Regions from separate parts of the Rattus norvegicus genome. Here region 1 is linked to region 2. The links are chromatin contacts, called in public Hi-C maps. All regions are on one chromosome and are shown on one strand. The core of a region is the stretch at or near the end of the contact, and the rest is flanking DNA. Distances in the headings are between cores, read along the strand shown. Region 1 holds the start of Fads1 (fatty acid desaturase 1). Region 2 holds the start of Fads3 (fatty acid desaturase 3).

Region 1 (5,895 bases), core at 3,040-5,539, 140 kb after region 2:
GTGAGCAGTCCTCTTACCTGTCTCCTGGCTCACCTTGCTATGACCAAGCTCGCAATGCTGTTGCTACTGCCTGGCTTCTGCCTACACCTATGCCTACACCTACCCTCACATGAGGAGCCATAATAAATCCCTCCTTCTTAAGCTGTACCCTGCCAGGTGTTTTGGCACAGCCATGAAAAGCAGCCAATGCAGCAATCTAAGCATTAATTGTTCAAACTTTGTGGTAAAGGGCCAGCGAGGCAGGCTAGCAGGTGAAGGTACTCGCTGTAAGCCTGATGGCCTGAGTCCAGTCCCGGGGACCCATGCGGCAGAAGGAAAGGACAGATTCCTGCAAGTCGTCTTCTGACATCTACATATAGGCTGAGGCATGTATGGTATTGCACTGACACATACAGGTAAACGCGTACCCCAAATAAATACATATGATTAAAATTTTCATATAAAATTAATACTTCTTATGCCAGAATGGTAGAGCACTGTTATCAAGAATAGAAAACTGTCACCTCACCAAAGAGAAGAATGGTGCTAAAACGGATTTCCAGCATCAGGTGCTTTGGCGGCCTCCAGAAAGTTTTCGAACACAGCAGCGTTGAGTGAAATGTAAAATGAAAGTGAGGAAAGTGCCCTGCACTGGCTTAACTTGCACAGAACAAAATTTCATATCAAAGTCTGGCTATCAGCAAGCTGCCTCAGGACACCGTCTTGTGGTCATTGCTCCTGGAGCAGCACCCCTGACTCCCAAGTGGCTTCGATGTTAAAGGAGAAGATGACATTTGGGACTTTGGCACTGGTGCTGGGTTTTACGTGAATGCCACCGAAGATCCTTGGAACGCTAACTGCAGAATGTAGGCTTACATAACAGAGGAGCTTCCGCAAACTCATAAATGCCAATTTCCCGGTGGACCCACAGAGGTCACTCCGTGGGAGGCCACGGAGCTCTGATTTGTGCTTTGAGAAAAATTCTGGGAAATACAGATCTGTGTCAGCATTTCTTCCAATTTGCAACCCTGTGCTCTGTCCTTGGGGCAAAAAAGCTTTTAATGGATGTTTGGGACCAGATCAAAGTGAACGGAAGGCATAGGAGGCAGCCTGTCTCATGAAGGCCTATTGGGGCTCGCAGACTGACATACTAACTGATCAAGGAAAGATGAAGAGTTTCTCTCAGATGGGCAGTTACTCCCTGACAACTTCATCGCTGCCTGCACAGAAAAGAAAATCCCTGTTGATTTTAGGCTCCAAGAGGGTTATGATCATAGCTACCACCTCATTGCAACCTTCGTCAGTGACCACATCAGGCATCATGCAAAGTACCTGAGTGCATGAAGAGCTTCAGACAAGAGAGCCTCATCAGGATGAGAAAAGTTGGAATCAACAGGATTGCTGACTAAGAGATTTCCTCTCAAACGTCATGCTCCTGCAGTCCCTTTTCTGGATAAATATATCAAACTTTCTGCTTTAAAAAAAAAAAGAATAGAAAACTGAGGCTGAGGAATGCTGGGACAGACAATCTAGCTCTCACACTTAGCCAAAGCAAGAACAAAACCTCCTAGGAGGATAGAGGTGGAGTTCTGCTCCCAGGAAAGTTCCCTATTACAGAAAGGCTAACAATACACGGAATTGTTAGAGAACAGGCCCTGTGCCATTGAGAGGAAGCTTCTCGAATATAGATCGCTAGATTCACCAATCCACACACTGCTGGTGGATACCACCGCTGAGGCTGTGATACAAACTTCATGATTAATCGTGTCCTAGTGTCTCCTGACAATTAAGGCCGCTAAAACTGGATAATTCTGACTAATAACTAGTGACACACAGAGGTGGTGCCTGCCTGTGATTGCAGCACTTGGGAGGCCGAAGCAGGGTGATCAGATTATTACAACTTGGAAGCTAATCCGCTGATCACAGTGAGTTCCAGATCAGCCCGGGCTATGTCTCCAGGGACAAAACTAACCATAGTCAAACACAATATGGATCTAAAATCACTAGAAATAGTAGATGTTAAAACAAAGAAGGCAAGGCCTGCCTTTCTTCATTTTTATTTTTGTCTTTAAAGCTTTTAAAAGCTGTATTTTTCTTTGTTTATTGGTGTGTGTGTGTGTGTGTGTGTGTGTGTGTGTGTGTGTGTGTGTGTGTGTAGGTAGGTAGGTAGGTATGTAGGCCAAGATGCATATGTGAAGGCCAGAGGATAATTAACAAGTCAGTTCTCTCCTCGATACATGGGCTCCAGAGATGAACTCACATTGTCAGCCCCCTCACCGGGTGCCATCTTGTCAACCTTTATTTTTCTTCTTTATTCAAAGGTTATTAGAAATAGCATTTACTTTGTGGAGCATTCCTGAAGACATCAACAGCAAACGAGGAAGACTCACTTTCACTGAGCAAGTTGCAAAACGGCTTAAGGTACCACAAACCAAGGCCATCCATCAGACAAAGTGAAGTCAGATGGATCATCTTAATCAATGTTCCTGATGGCGATCACGTCAACTCCCACCGGGAAACACGAATCTGTGAATAAGGACTGAGAGCCATCTCCTAACAACAGAATCACTATAAACTGTCACACAGGTAATATGGAACCAATACCGCAGCATTTTTTTTTTTAACCAGGTACAAGCAGTACTTTGAGATCCAGCAAGTAATAGCACCCAGACCTTACACACGCTAGAACCTGGAGACAGGCACTTTTTAAAAATAACATCAGAAAAAGGCTGACCTTGAACTCCATTGGAAGGACCCTCCATGCAGCAAAATTTCAGAGCCTGTAATCTTAGATCCATATCATTCTATCCCAAAGGATTCCTTGGGTCTGGGAAGATGGCTCACTCGGTAAAGTGCTTGCATTTTCCTTTTAAAATGTTTGATCTGCAGAACCCATGTTTGACATAGTGGCAAAGTGTTTGGAATTGCAGTACTGGTGAGATGGAAATAGGGTCTTTTGGGGATCAGTGGCCAAGCACGTCTAGTCAAGGCTTCAAGCCAGAGACCTTGCCTCAAAGGAGGGGGATGGCATGCCCGTGATTGTTTTCTGACCTCCACACATACATGTATACCTGTGCGTGACCATGGGAACACACACACACACACACACACACACACACACACACACACACGCTGCTCGCACACATTGTGGATTAAGGTCCCCAGACTCTTGGAATTACCCCTTTTTATCACTGAGTAAAGGTGATCAAGGACTTTGCCTCCTGAAGTAGCAGGCTCCCCAGACACAGACAGCTTTCCCAAGATCAAAGGTCAGGAGTCCTTTGTCATCCAGAAGACTTTATTTCCCTCCATCTGTTGCTATCCTCAGTACCCCTCTTTCTTTTCGTAGGTGTGTGAGCATGCTTGGAGGTCAGAGGGCAACTTGTAGGAGCTGGTTGGTTTTCTCCTTCTACCATGTGGGTCTCTGGGATTAAACTCAGGTCTTCAGATGTCAAGGGCCTTTATCACACTGACACATCTCCAAGTTCCTAGCACTACTTTCTTGTAAGTCAAAAGTGTTGGCCAATCATAGCAGACAAGCCTTCTGTTAGCCTTGGTTTACAAAGTGAGCAAAACCCCGGAACTGTAGCCAGTCTATTTCTTTAGGTCAATCCCCTTTCTTTCCGCATTTGTGAACTGCCCACCTTGCTAGGAAATGGATCTCTGAACGTCTACTGGGCCAGGGTGCTGTTTTGTTTGTTAAAGCCACTGTGTTTAATTTGTCACGTGTTTCCTTGGGGCAGGAAATTAATAGAACATTTGCCTTAGCACAATGCGCTGCATAAAACAGGACGTGGGTAACTCGTGCCTGTAAATCCAGACCTCAGGAGAGTCAGAAGTTCTAGGTCATTCTCGGCTACACAGTGAGTCCGGGGCCAGCCTGAGCTACATGACAACCTGTTCCGAAACTATTTTCTCTTTTGTATGTCCACACCAAGATTCTATGCGCCCTCGGGGCCTCCGCCTTAGCCACAGCAAGCTGTGACTCACCGGAACCGTTATCCCTACCATTCTCAATAAAACCCCATTCAAAAGTGGAATCGCCTGGAGACCACTTTCAGGCACCCGCGAGGGGGCGCGTCTCTGCCGCCCGCAGTAGCCGGAGTCTCTCCCGGGAAGGGGTGGGGGTGGGGGTCGATTTCTGCTGGCCCCAGAGAGGCGGAGCTCGCTCCCACACCACTCGGCTCAGCCAATGGGAGGGCGCGCCGCGGGGCTTGGAGGTCCGCGCCAACGGTGCTGAAAACCCTGCGCGCGAACGGCGGTCTCCGGGAGCGCGCTCGCGGCAGCCCGACTCTCCCCTAGTTGGCGAGGCTGGCGTGCGCTGCCTCGCAGCCCCGAGCGCGCGCCTCTCCAGCTCCCGCTCCGGCTTCCCCAACCAGGCTTATTATGGCTCCCGACCCGGTGCAGACCCCTGACCCGGCCTCCGCCCAGCTCCGCCAAATGCGCTACTTTACTTGGGAGGAGGTGGCGCAGCGCTCCGGGAGGGAGAAGGAGCGATGGCTCGTGATCGACCGGAAGGTGTACAACATCAGCGACTTCAGTCGCCGCCACCCGGGAGGCTCCCGGGTCATCAGCCACTACGCTGGTCAGGATGCCACGGTGAGCGCGGACAATAGGCGCGTCTGCACCCTTGGGAGGGACACTGGCGAGGGGAGAGGCCTCTAGACCCAGAATGCAAGCGCCAGAGAGACCAGGGCTGCAGGCGGTGGCCAGAGACACGCACATTCAAACAAAGGGCTGGCTGCAGGTCGGTGCTTTGCCTCTGGAGTCTCAGGCACAGGTTGGATCCGGAGCTTGATAGAAGGGAGTGAGCTTTTGAGGTACCCGAACCACGGTGCTTGCAGCCTAGATTAGTGGTAGAAGGAGTCTGAGAAAAGAGTGGGAGTCGGTCTTGTCTGCAGGGCTGGGAGGGTGAACACAGCCTTGTCTGACCTAGAGAGCTAGCCCCAACTCGGGATCCGGAGCGGGAGAGGACCGCAGGCGATGGGGGTAGCACTGAGAACCCCGTGCTTTTGCATCACCTGTACATTGTGAAGACCGGAGGGTAGGGTAGTGAACCTGTGCGGGTCCAAGAAAGCTTGAGGTCGGAGTCGTAAAACTGTTCTCGGATTCTTAGTGCGATGTCACTTGGCGGTAGGCCAAGGAGGTCTTCAACTATTCCGAGAACAGGGCTCCCGCGTGATTAGACACTTCGCGGGATCGCGTCCCTTTTCCGCTGTAGCTTATTGAAGGCAGAGTCGGTCCGCGCCCCCAGCCTCTGTCTAGTGGCCCTGTTTTCTCTTTATAGACCACATCCTCCTGACTTACCCCCTTAGGACCCTAAAGTTGGGGCAGAGCATTCCTTGACATGATTGCCAACTGTTGGATCCCTACATTCGGGTCCATCTACCTTCTAACTACCTAATGCTATCCCTCCTACCTCTTATTCCTTGGCTGCTAGTCTCACTGGCTCCCGGGGTCACTAGGGTTCCTATTAAGTTGTCCACGGAGTTAGAGGTGGAGGGCACTCGGATTAAACACCAGCCTTAGAGACCAGGCTAGAATGAGCCAGTAAATAGAAGTAACCACTCCAGAATCCAAACAGCAGGGCATTCCTATACGGATTTATGAACAGATGGAGCAGACCTGCACCGTCTAGGCTTCCCATTCAGTGTGATTTGGGAGCCTAGGATTTCATAGCAAGGACAGCGATTGGTCTCGATGTGTGGTGCCATGCCCACAGACTCCACCTCCCCTAAGGCCCTCCCACTCACCTTGTATAACCCGTATCAACTCCTCCGGAGCAGGGAATGGTCAGTATTGGGGGAAATGGGGAACCCTGTCCAAAAGAGGAAGCAATGTGAAGAGTTCCCCAGCTCTGGCATAGGGAGTCCAAAGAAGGGACTTGTTGAAAGTGCTATAGGAACAAAAGCCTCA
Region 2 (5,805 bases), core at 1,444-3,943:
CTTGCCTATCTAGCTTGTTGAGCCTCCCTGGCACTGCACAAACATCTCTTGGCTCCAGGACAGTAAGTAGCTGGTGGCTCTGTAGGGGGTGGTGATTTCAAGGCATCCAACCAGAGGCCTGGGTGAAAGCTTACAACAGTGAGGAATCCAGCTGGGACAGAGGTAAGGGGTTGTATTCAAGGCATTCAAGGGGACTCTCAAACCTCAAGCTTGTCGCCCCCTCCCCCCCAAAAGCACTCCATTTGGCTGGCTTCCCTCTCCCTCCTACATTCACACACCCTGGCAGTGATCCAATGGCAGCTCAGGAATGTCGAGTGATGCCTCTCCCTTTCCAAGTGGTCTGAGAAGCCTCAGCTGCCCAGATTTGGGGATTTGTGGACAGACAATGGAGCCTCAAGCTGCCCTAACCCCTGACTCTCTGCAAGTTGCAGGTTCCCCAGAGTCAGAGATCAGAGAGACAGAGTGACCTAGGGATGACCCCAAGACCTACAGAGAACTAAAGTGGGAAGCTGCTTATGTGGGAGGTGGAGAAAGGTCACACATAGTTTAGGCTTTATGAGAACACACAGCTAGATCAGGTGTAGAGAGTGCCAGACCACCTGTAGACTCCATGCTGGACTGAAGAGGGGTAGCATGGTTAGAGCCTTGTCCTTGGTTTATCTCCCCAGTCTGCCCAGTTTACCTCCCATACCTGAGTCCAGGCCAAGCCTACAGGGAAGAAACCCTTGAATGGCCTTTGAGTCAGCCACATCTTAGTAGTGAGAGGTGCTGAGAACAGAACAAGGCCCACACCCTATGGGCATCCAAGTTTGGATACAAGAGGCGCATTCACCTGGGAAGAGCAGGCTTTCTCTAGCCCAGTCCTCACTGTGACCATGTGGGGGCAGCACATGCCATCCATCCTCTTTGGCCAGGGCTCCTGTAACCTCAGGTGTGCAGAAAAAACATGTTCTAGGATTTTGAAGAACCTTCATAGAAAGGGATTAAACAGCTCCCGTTTGTGGCAACATCTTGGGCCTATTGGTCCTGGCTAAGCAAAGCAAGAGTTCCTCAAACTAGAGACAACCAAGAAGCGCCTTTCTGCTAACTCTAGTCTGCCCGTGACATATATATCACGGATTTTCCTTCTTTGTGAGTTCTGCAGTCTAAGACACAACAGCAGTACATTGGACATGTTCTGAAAACAAGTCTAGCAATCTCCAGACTGTAGGACTGGAATGTGCCACACTCCGTGTGAAGGAAGCAGGGTGTATGTAGGCTGGCCCTGATGTCACCTCTCATGTCACAGGTCCCAGGTATCCAGCCAACAGTTTCTGGTGTTGGTGGCCTCTGCTTCTCTCCCTTGTCCTGTGGATTTAGGCCTGTAATAGTTGCATCTGGACAGAATGCTTTCAGCCTCTTTAGTCTTATTGTTCCCTAAATGATGCAGTGAGCAATTATTTATAGAGCATCTACATCACATTAGACATTACGAGGAATTCAGAGACGGTTTAAAGTGTATGGGGGGATGTGTGAAGGTTATGTGCATATACTGTCTTATATAGGCAAGAAGCACAGGTTGATTTGGGTATCCACAGGGGTGCCTTAGGTCAGGTCTCCTACAAATCCTTTGGTAGACCAAGAGGAAATGTCAACATATTAGAAAAAAAATACACTTTAAGGCTCTGAAAAGATTTTCTCCCAACAAGCAGGCCTCACCTTTCTGCCCTGAGTCACACTAGGGTGGTGTGCGGGAGTCTGTTTTAACTGGCCCTCTAGGAAGTTCTGATGGATCTTCAAGTTTGCCAGTTGTGAAAGCTTTAAGGAACTGGATGTCTATCTCAAAGTAACAGGGTACAATTGGGAACGTAGTCACACTCTCAAGAGGGTTTGAATTTAGTAAGTCAAAAACAGGACCCCATGAAGGGAGAGAACTGTGAGGTGGTTAACAAGCAAGCCACTCATTGCAAACTGGACCATTCTTTCATCTCATGAACTGCAGACCTCCAGGCACCAGTGTCATCTACTGCTCTTCTGCAGTGGCCAACCTGGGTATCCCCAATCCTGTGTGCAGCCAGAGGGGAGAAGCGGCCAACAGCTCCAACACTGCTTTAGATGGCTTCCTCATGTGCATGTTGAGGGTTTGTTGGGAGGTGAGGTCCATTGTTTGGAGCCTGTCGACAGTCACCCAGAGGTAGTGTCCTCATTTCTAGCCACCTGGGATGCATGGCTAAAGACCTGTGACGTCCCTAACTACATTTCTCAGCCTTTCAGGGTTCAGACTTGGGCTCCTCTCAGGCCCCTAGGGGTGCGCCTGAGCGCAGCGGCCTGCAGGACTCCGGTGTGTGCTGGGTCCCCATCCCCCCCCCCCCCCCCCCGCTTTCTCGGTGGAGCCCAGAGTCCGAGAAACTGGGGGGCGGGACAGTGCCCCAGGGGCAGGGCTGGGTGTGGTGGCCCCAGGCCCTCGAGGGTGGGGCGAGTCCCTTCGAGACACCGCCCTCCCCGGGCAGCCAATAGATGTGGAGGCGCCGCGCCTGGATTGGAGCGGGAGCGGGACTGGCCAGCGCGGGGGCCGGGACGAGGGGCGGGCGAGGCGAGCGCTGTCAGCGCGGTTATAAGGGAGGGAAAAGTTCCCTGCGCGGAGAGCCGGGCAGGCGCACGCTCGTACGGCGGCCGCAGCGGCAGGGCGGGGCCGGCAGGGCAGGCGGCGGCGGAGGAAGACCCCCGATTGCGACCTCGCCTCCCTCCATCTCTCAGACCTCTGCCACGTACCGGGGTCCGGAGGACTTGTGCATAGCGGCCATGGGCGGCGTCGGGGAGCCCGGTGGGGGACCCGGGCCACGGGAGGGGCCCGCACCGCTGGGGGCGCCCCTGCCCATCTTCCGCTGGGAGCAGATCCGCCAGCATGACCTACCAGGCGACAAGTGGCTGGTCATCGAGCGCCGCGTCTACGACATCAGCCGCTGGGCACAGCGGCACCCAGGGGGTAGCCGCCTCATCGGCCACCACAGCGCGGAGGACGCCACGGTAAGCTAACCCACTGCCGGCGGGGTGGAGCCTGGTGCTAGCGGTGGGGAGGGAGATGTGGTTCATAGGCTCTGAGTCTCATTCCACCTGCGGACCTTAGCATCCTTTTTGCTCCTTCTGACCTTTGACCCCTACTCCCTACCTCCAGAGTTGAGATGGAACCTGGGGTAAGGTGGTCTCTTTCTTGCACGGAGGACCAGCTGTTGGGTCAGTCTGTGCAATAAATAGGTCTCAGGCAGGAATGGGCCCACAGAGGTGGGTGTGCCATGAGGGGCAGATTCTACTCTAGTTAAGTACCTCCCTGTTGTACTGAGGGTCTCATCGCTGCTCCGAGTCTCTCAGACTATTATCTGATGCTTCCAAGAGCGAGGTGCAGGGCTGGGTCCCTAGCAGATAGGGATATGCCATCAGAGGCTGGGGGCTGGGCAGCAGAGCTTGGGCAGGGCCTGGAGGTCTGTGGCTGATCCAGCATTTGTGTGGACTGTTCTGAGGGCCAGTGACTCACCTCTGCTGGGCTGGCAGCTACACGTGGGAAGACTTTGCCAGGCTGGGTGGGCCTCCATGGGAAGCACAGTCACCCCAGGCGCGGACTGGCCCCTGGGGACTCTAGCTACCCATTCACAAGGAGGGATGTGACTGGCCTGAAGGACTGTCTGGCTGGAGCCCAGTGGTGAAGCAATTTCCCAGACCCCCAGTCCCACTCCATGGACAAAGGTTGAGACCGTATGCTCTGTCCTCAACTGTCCAAAACTGTAGGTTAGTCACATCGGGTACCAGGAAGATCATTAAGACTGGAGGGCATGATCTCTAGTGGAAGAACCTGGGGGCATCAGAGAAGATTCTCTGCGTCCCAGGACTTTACTGTCACTGTCCTTCCCCTCCTGGATTCACTCCAGGCAACTGAGATAAGGTTCCTGAAAATCATCAACCTGTGGACCATACTGTGTGTGTGTGTGTGTGTGTGTGTGTGTGTGTGTGTGTGTGTACGTGCGTGCGTGCGTGCATGTGCGTACCTTCTTTCTACCAGAGCATGATGGGCATGAGGTGCCACAGCCCCTCTCACTGAGCCCCTGTAACCCTGTGAGGATCATGTTGTATCGTAGGACAGGATGCTGGGCAGGAGAAGGGAAGGATAGCAGAGAGCACTGCCTGCTTTTTCTTGCTTAGGGCCAGGCCTGTACAGGGGTCTCCTACATGGAATTCCTAACTTTATATTTTTTTTTTCTTTTTTCTTTTTTTCGGAGCTGGGGACCGAACCCAGGGCCTTGCACTTGCTAGGCAAGCGCTCTACCACTGAGCTAAATCCCCAACCCCCTAACTTTATATTTAGCTCAGTGCCCTGAGACCTCTATCTAATGGTTTTACTGTAGCCACCATTTTGATTCACAGCCAGTAAGGTCTGTTAAGAAAACATCTCTCTGCATCTTGAAGCAGGGTTCTGGCTCTCCCACTGAAGGCGCTCCTCTCAACCTTAGCTTCTCCATTGGCCAGGTGGGGATAGCTAGGCTATATGGCAAGTCAGCCTAGGGCAAGACCACACCTCGCTCAATCATGCTACTCTGTCGTAGTTGTCTGTTTGGTAACTGCTTTTTAGAGTATATGTATGAAGACTGGAGAGTGCAGTGGGACAGTCTCAGCACTCCCAAGCCTTTTCTGGGTGAGCTTGTCTATCTCTGACCCTGCCTGTAATAGGAAGAGATTGCTATCAGCACCAGACATTGGGGGTAGAGTTGTTAAAAATACCTGGTGTACTCAAGTCTAAGGTTGGAAGGAGTCTAAGTTCAGAAGGCTTTGTCTGTGATGAACCCACAAGGAATACTGGGGGTTGAACCAATCCAGTGCCCGGTATGGTCAAGTCTAGATGCTAGGTATCCCATCCTAGATCCTGGAGCTCAGGTTAGGGGTGGGTTGTGGCTGCCCACTTGCATCAGCCCAGCCACCCATCAGCTGTTCTCATGTCCAGGCAACAGAAGCCTTCCTGCCAGGAAATTCCCAGAGTTCTTGTGCCATGAAGTCAGTTTGTGGCCATCCTGGGATACAGAGCCTGGTGCCCTAGGGAGAGTACTCTGGGCCCTGGGCCAGGTTTGTCTAAGAGTCATAGGCAACCCTGAGATGAGAAGAGGCAGCCAGAGAGGTCCAGCTCCTCCCGGTCATAAATATGTGAGGGCCACATACCAACCATCTACTGTGTGCTAGCTTCTAAATTCATTGCTTGTTATTGACGCTATTTCTTCGTCTTCAGGATCCCTAGCAGCAAGGCGGTTTGCTACTGCTCTCCCACTTTACAGATGAGAAAAGAGATTCAAACAAACAATGTACCTTGAAACAGTGGCAGCTGTGGGATCTGAATGCACAGCCGTACTCTGCCCCACATTGCTTCCTCAGTAATGGGATTCCCTGAATGCACTGGGGACTATCTCCTGTGTGCTCTCCCCTCACCCCCTGCTTCTGCAGATGCAGCTATGAACAAAACATTTTTGGGGGAAGGAGTGTCCAACAGATGGATCAGCTAGAGTAAAGGCTCAGAGATGGGACTATTCCACCCATACCTAAGGAATACAGCATCGCTGCATCCGAGAGCAGTCATGGGGAAGGGGAGTCAAAAGGCAGACATGCCAAGCTCACTGGATATTTTTGTTCCTAGAAGGACTTTGGTTTATTCTAAAGAAGGAGGAGATTCCGGAAGGGCAGAGCAGGGAAACCAAAGGGTTCTGATGTATGTTTAAAAGGATCTCCAAAGGGCGGGATAGAACTTAGCCGGTAGATGCTTGCCTTGTGTTCATGATGCTCTAGGTTCCA

What was found. Hi-C and Micro-C count contacts between places; a contact is called where the count stands out from the background.
Region 1: a Hi-C map of hepatocytes shows a contact between it and region 2, with 1.6 times the contacts expected there. The contact joins the promoter of Fads1 here to the promoter of Fads3 in region 2. A contact is called at or near these places in 11 of 12 Hi-C or Micro-C datasets (the A7r5 cell line, the Rat2 cell line, Schwann cells and 7 more).

Annotation. Positions count from the first base shown.
Region 1 is chr1:216,248,403-216,254,297 of GRCr8, forward strand. Fads1 (fatty acid desaturase 1) reads left to right here and starts at 4,290. Exons shown (of 12, transcript NM_053445.2): 1 at 4,290-4,578. The coding sequence starts at 4,366. It also overlaps the pseudogene LOC134483969.
Region 2 is chr1:216,108,180-216,113,984 of GRCr8, forward strand. It overlaps Fads3 (fatty acid desaturase 3), which reads left to right and starts at 2,694. Exons shown (of 12, transcript NM_173137.1): 1 at 2,694-3,006. The coding sequence starts at 2,782.